2 separate regions of the Mus musculus genome follow, and region 1 is linked to region 2. Evidence: chromatin contacts called from public HiChIP or PLAC-seq data. All regions are on one chromosome and are shown on one strand. Each heading gives the region's core, a stretch centred on a gene start, on an enhancer-like site or on the middle of the called end of the contact. The rest is flanking DNA. Distances are from core to core; before and after follow the strand shown.

Region 1 (3,030 bases), core at 337-2,836, 2.3 Mb after region 2:
CACTAATGTCTCATGCAAAACGCCCAAACAGAACTGAAAGCCCACGTTTTTATAAAGGAATTCCCCATGATGCGTGAGCAAGGTTGGGGGAGCGAGAGATACAACCAGCAGCGAGATACAGCTCAAAGTTTACTATCATACACGTCAAAGAGAAAGTTGACTCAGAGTACGCGCGCTCTTTCCTCTATTTGGCAACTGTCATATGTGCGTTTAACTTCGAGAAATCAGTGTCCTATCAATAAAAGGAAACCACACGGGGAGGATCTTCTAGGGGTGCAGAGGTGCTTCCTTCCAGCCCACACGTAAAATCGCTTAATATGCTTTTTCTTTCTTTCTTTCTTTCTTTCTTTCTTTTTTTTTTTTTTTTTTTTTTTTTTTTTTTTGCACCAAGGTATACCAAGGATTGTTATTGGAATTTTTACTTTGGCTGGTTGTTTGTTTAACGTGGGTTCATTAAACAGTCTTCCAAATTGCCTGGATTTCCGCAAAGAAACTTAAGCGCCTGCCAACCAGCAAGAAGCAAGCAAGAACCTGCTGCAAAGTAGGAGCGGAAACTCGTTCGGCCCGCCCAGCGCGCCTGCGTCCGTCCCGGCTGTTTGCTTTAGGTGTTACGGTTTCCGTGTCGCCTAAACCTTCAGGTGCAGATACCTGTCCCCCCAACCCCGCCCCCAAGACGCGCTTCAGCCTGACAGCAAGCAGTACCAGAGCCACCGAGGAGCCCCCACCCCACCCCCGTCGCACCGCAGCCATTGCCCCTTTCTCTCACCCACTTACCTGTCATCGTAGCAGAAATCAGCACTCAGGGTGTTGAGATACAAGGCGAGCCCCAGAGCGCTGCTCACCAACTCTGCAATCATCTCTCCACCGCCTTCCCTCCGGCTTGGCTCCCAGCGCGAGCGCAGCAGCGGCAACAAAAAACAGAAGCATCAATCCCCACCTTCCGCCGCCTTCTCCTCCTTGGCTGCACTTTTCCCCGGCTTCCCCGCCCGCCTCCTCGTCCTCCCTCCTCTCCTTCTTCCGATCCCGGGCTCCTCCTCGGGGCGCCGGGCTCCGCTGTTCCTGCGTGCTCCGGGGGTTGCGGGCTCACACCGCTCTCCCCATACCCGACAACCGCGAGAGGCAAGCGGCGATCGGCTTCACGCCCCCCGGCGGAGAATCGGGGCTTGTCCTTTTCCCGCGGCTCGCGGTCCCCACCCTAACCCATGGCACTTTGGGACGCCCTAAGGTAAAGGACTGCGGAGATAGAAGAGTGCAAGAGGGGGGACCAAAGGGCTGGACAGAGCGAGGATCTGGGACCAGCGGGAGGAAAGGAGAGACAGAGAGAGAGACCGAGAGAGAAAGGGGCGGGTGGGAGGGACGAGGCGAACCGCCTCCCTTCGCCGCCTCCCGGGCGCACGACTCCGGGGCCGTTCGCAGCAACTCGGCCGCCACCGCGGCTGCGGCACATTCACTCTTTATTGGTTCCCTCCCGGACCCCTCTCCAGTGAAGTGAGAAGCGGCGACTGGGGACTCCAAAAGCTCCCGCGTGGGGTTCTCGTCGCGGCCCCACGCGCCTGCGTGGCCAGCCCACCACCCTAAGCTAGCCCGGCCCCTTTCTCCACCCAGATCCTCCCCGCAGACTCCTCCCTGTCTACCCCCACTGGCTGGAGGCTCCGCCCACTCTTCTAGCTGCTCCAGCCTGGTACTCTGGCCCCACTCTCTTCTTCATCTTCCTTCACCTTCTTTTTGACTCTGGAAAGCCTCCCCCAAAGCCCAGGACAAAGATGACTTTTGGAAGATTGCCCAAAACGATAGCTAGAGTGTGCCCTGGGCTCTGGGAGATGGAGGAGAGAGGCGACAGGAGGAGTCAATGGTTTGCCCAGTGCTGCGGGGAGGCGCTTTGCACGCTCTAGATCGCAAGCCAAACGTCTAGTGCCAAGAGCTGTCAGGCAAAAGACTGGTCAGCTGGAGAGACTTCTCGGGACGCGGAGAGGTAGAACAGGTTTGCAGAGCGCTGGCAACCTCGGTTGACACTAAGGATCTATTGCCCCGCGCGCGCGCGATGCGTGAGCTGAATTGGGATGGAAGGGCCTGTTGAAGAGCCAGGGAAGCAGCGTTTAGGAGAGAGTTTTCCGAGGCCACGCCGTGACGGTCGACATTAATATTAGTGGAAAGACGCGTGCCCCGCAGTAAGATCATGAAAAGGGATCCAGGAAATGAAAGAGGAGAGGCAAGAAGGTAAGAAACACCCACGCGTTCCTCAGAAATTGCGTGGGGATGGGTGTCTTTAGTGGTTCAGGACTGTCAAGCTGACTCTGAGACTATAGAAGAGACCACGCTAATGCAACCCTCTACAACGGCATCCTTAAACCCAGCAGAGCGGAAAGCTAATGCCCTTTCCTTTCCGCCCGGATGCAAGACTGGATGGAAGGCATCCAACATGATGAAATACGGTGCAGAAGAATGGTCTGGGCAGAAGGAGCGCTGGGTACTAAAGTTGCATGACCAAAGAGATCCGAGAGCTGTCTGCCACACCCCCTTCCTGCCTGGTTCCCTTTCTGACTGCCCTGGTCGCTCCCTTGGACTATGATGAACACGACTGCAGCGCCCCCTGCTGTGGGGAAGCTACAGGGCACAGAAAACACGTCCTTGCAGGGCTGACTTCCAACTTCCCCTTTTGCACCTAACCAGCAAGCTCTTCAAAGATAATAAGGAAAGTGGACTCCCTGGGTATGTGGCAGCGATCTGAAAAGTTTGAACGCCTGCAGAATAAGGATGTCTGACTTCACAAAGAAATCGTTTGGAAACTGACAAATGTGTGTTCAACCTCCAACAGGCAAATTGTGATTTGATCAAAATATTATGAGCACGTAGGAAGTTCTCAAATAATATATTGAAGATGGTGATTCTTGTTCTTCAGTGCTCCCCGGTATAATGTATTTTTTAAAGTTTTTTTAAAAATCATACCAGTTGCTCCATTCGGATCCTCTCTGACCTTCTTCTGAGCTTATGTATTGATATTGGATCCTGGGGCACTGGGGGAAGAATAAA
Region 2 (3,236 bases), core at 22-2,521:
CACATATATAAAATAAATAAAGCTTAAAAAACAAACAAACAAAAAAACCCTCACAAACAAAATACATGAAATGGCTTTTTAAGCATCTAAAGCCAATAAGTTAATGTATAAGGGGGACAGAACCTTAACTCAGAGCTGCTGTGTCCAAAGTCAGCGATCCTCTCACCACTAAATTGCTTTCCAGTCCTCTAGCTCATGTGAGCTTCTCCCAGACTATGCACTGTGCCTCGCATTCCCAGCAGTTCTGAGCTCTCACACAAGCTGGAGTAGGCTTTTGGTGATCCAGCTGTCTTTCAGTCATTTCTGTTCCTAAAAATAGCTCATTAACGGTATTCATTTACGGAACTCCAATAAAACTGATTGGTTCACCGAGTTGGATTTGGTTGGCACCCTTATTTTGGTCTGCCATGGATGGACCACCTGCAGTGAGTAGTTTTTTGTTCACATCTCTCCAGGAATAGTGACACACAAGGGAACCACCTGCTTCATACCGTATAAGCACTCTTCTTGTTCTCTAAATCAGACTTGCCACCTACTAAATTATGCCCCACTCAGTATTCCTTTCCTATATAGACTCACCTTACATGTTACCTCATCGGAGTCCTCTCCACACCAAACTGAACTAGTATCTAATAAGCTAAGAGGGTAAAACAAAAACCTGTACTTTCCTCTCCTCTAGCTATGGACATCAGATTTCTTCCTTTCCCACAAGCGATTTCCTGGCCACTTTCTGTGTTGCCTGGGACATGAACACCTAAAGTTTACACCTAGACGCATATGTAAATGTTCGGAAAACAACTTTCTCCTTAGGCTCCTGGTGTCAGGAAGCTTCCTTAGACTACTTCACGCTGGTAGTGAATCACCGAGCTCGCTAATTATCTAAAAGTAGGAAAAGAGTAGGGCTCTCCTAGTCAGCCAGGGAACAGGGAAATGCACCCGTAAAGTAAGAACAACAAAATCATTACATACGGGTAAAGGGGTCGGAGGTGGATGGGAAGAAGAGAACGGACAGTTGAGGTGGGGTGCAGTCAGAGGAGCATGACTGGCTTCTCTTTTGACAGAGCTCGGAGAATCGTTAAAGGAAGGGGCTGGAGTCCCGCGTACTGCGCAGTCCCAGGTCCTTCCAGGAGTCCAGCCTGCAGTGGCCGCTCAGTGACCTGGCGACTGGACTGGGCGCATCCCGATAATCACAGCAGACCCACTCACAGACACCCTCCTCACTCACCAACGCTATCTGGACTTCCTGCAAGACAGCGCCCACAGACGCTCAACAAACCGTAGCCATGGCAACAGCCAATCTGCAGACTGTGGAGCAGCCCTTCCTTACCGGTGCCCTAGCAGGACAAACAACTTTGATTCTACTTTGGAATTAGAATTGCATTTCGGGACCTGGAGGAGGAAATCTTTTTTTTTTTTTTTCTCGAGGTTGCTATTAATACTTATATAGTTTGGTGAATTATTTAATGACGATATGCCTTTTTGTTATAATGATTCAAGTAGAGGTGATTTTGTTTTTGAGCAAAGAACATTTGTCTACTGGATATGTATATAGACACTATATCTTTTACAAAACCTGTGTTTCAAAAGTGATTTTTGACGCAGAGATGTGGAGAAAACGCCAATGAATAGCTTGCTTTCCATGAGAATAGTTTTTTCAAGAATTAAATAATTTCTAGTTATGAATTAATGCCTATCAAAAATTTTAATCCTAGCCTAGTATGATGTAGCAAATTTGAAAACTTATTTCCTATATAATAATATAAAGATTATACAATATTGACAGAAACTACTCAATACAAATCCTGAAGTTCTATGGGTTCAATTTTTAAAACTGTGTCAAAGTGTTTCTTGCAGAGCAACTATATACATTCATAAAATGTATTACTTTAATAAATGATGGTTTACTACAGTCAACCCGTGTCATTCCTGCTGTTTGGCTGTCTAGCAGAAATCTAGACTGGCTGACCCACTCCTCTGGTGGGCTCAAGTTTTCTGCTTTCTTGAGTCTAGATTGTCAAGTAGAAGTGTATATGCAATATGCACTGTGACCCTTGCGGCTAGGGCTGATGGGCCACTGTGTAGCCTGCTGGGTGGTCAGTGCACCTGTGGGGGCAGCGGGAGACTTGCTTCTCTCCCATGGCTGGCAGGGAAACGCCCATCCCAGAGGCCCCTCCCGCAGGTTGTGACTGGAACACAGCAGGCTGCCTTCTTCAGTTAAGTTCAGTCTTTGAAACTGACAATCTTTAAAATGTGAATACTATAACAATATGTTTTCTTGGATTGTTGTCTTTAAAAGGATTTTTGTGAAGCAATTGATTTATCAAAGGAAAAAAATTAAAACCAGAAACACGCCTTGTGGAAATAGATAGATAGATAGATAGATAGATAGATAGATAGATAGATAGATAATGGTTTTATAGTTTGAAGCTTTCAGCAAGGCATTATATTCTAAAAGGAAATATTTTTTTTTTTTCCATTTTTTATTAGGTATTTAGCTCATTTACATTTCCAATGCTATACCAAAAGTCCCCCTTACCCACCCACCCCCACCCCCCTACCCACCCACTCCCCCCCTTTGGCCCTGGTGTTCCCCTGTACCGGGGCACACAAAGTCTGCGTGTCCAATGGGCCTCTCTTTCCAGTGATGGCCGACTAGGCCATCTTTTGATACATATGCAGCTAGAGTCAAGAGCTCAGGGGTACTGGTTAGTTCATAATGTTGTTCCACCTATAGGGTTGAAGATCCCTTTAGCTCCTTGGGTACTTTCTCTAGCTCCTCCATTGGGAGCCCTGTGATCCATCCATTAGCTGACTGTGAGCATCCACTTCTGTGTTTGCTAGGCCCCGGCATAGTCTCACAAGAGACAGCTACATCTGGGTCCTTTCGATAAAATCTTGCTAGTATATGCAATGGTGTCAGCGTTTGGATGCTGATTATGGGGTGGATCCCTGGATATGGCAGTCTCTACATGGTCCATCCTTTCATCTCAGCTCCAAACTTTGTTTCTGTAACTCCTTCCATGGGTGTTTTGTTCCCACTTCTAAGGAGGGGCATAGTGTCCACACTTCAGTCTTCATTTTTCTTGAGTTTCATGTGTTTAGGAAATTGTATCTTATATCGTGGGTATCCTAGGTTTTGGGCTAGTATCCACTTATCAGTGAGTACATATTGTGTGAGTTCCTTTGTGATTGTGTTACCTCACTCAGGATGATGCTCTCCAGGTCCATCCATTTGG

Evidence for each region. HiChIP or PLAC-seq counts read pairs in DNA pulled down with a chosen protein or histone mark.
Region 1: a contact with region 2 is called in an H3K4me3 HiChIP or PLAC-seq map of stem cell-derived neural progenitor cells, with 9 times the contacts expected there. The contact joins the promoter of Tmtc2 here to the promoter of Lrriq1 in region 2. A contact is called at or near these places in 6 of 39 promoter capture datasets (cranial neural crest, frontonasal cranial neural crest, hippocampal neurons and 3 more) and 2 of 115 datasets of contacts at active chromatin or transcription factors (astrocytes and stem cell-derived neural progenitor cells).

Annotation. Positions count from the first base shown.
Region 1 is chr10:105,572,893-105,575,922 of GRCm38.p6, forward strand. Tmtc2 (transmembrane and tetratricopeptide repeat containing 2) reads right to left here and starts at 1,587. Exons shown (of 12, transcript NM_177368.4): 1 at 775-1,587. The coding sequence starts at 857. Gm15663 (predicted gene 15663) reads left to right here and starts at 1,659. Exons shown (of 3, transcript NR_038032.1): 1 at 1,659-2,795.
Region 2 is chr10:103,235,051-103,238,286 of GRCm38.p6, forward strand. Lrriq1 (leucine-rich repeats and IQ motif containing 1) reads right to left here and starts at 1,272. Exons shown (of 26, transcript NM_001163559.2): 1 at 1,226-1,272.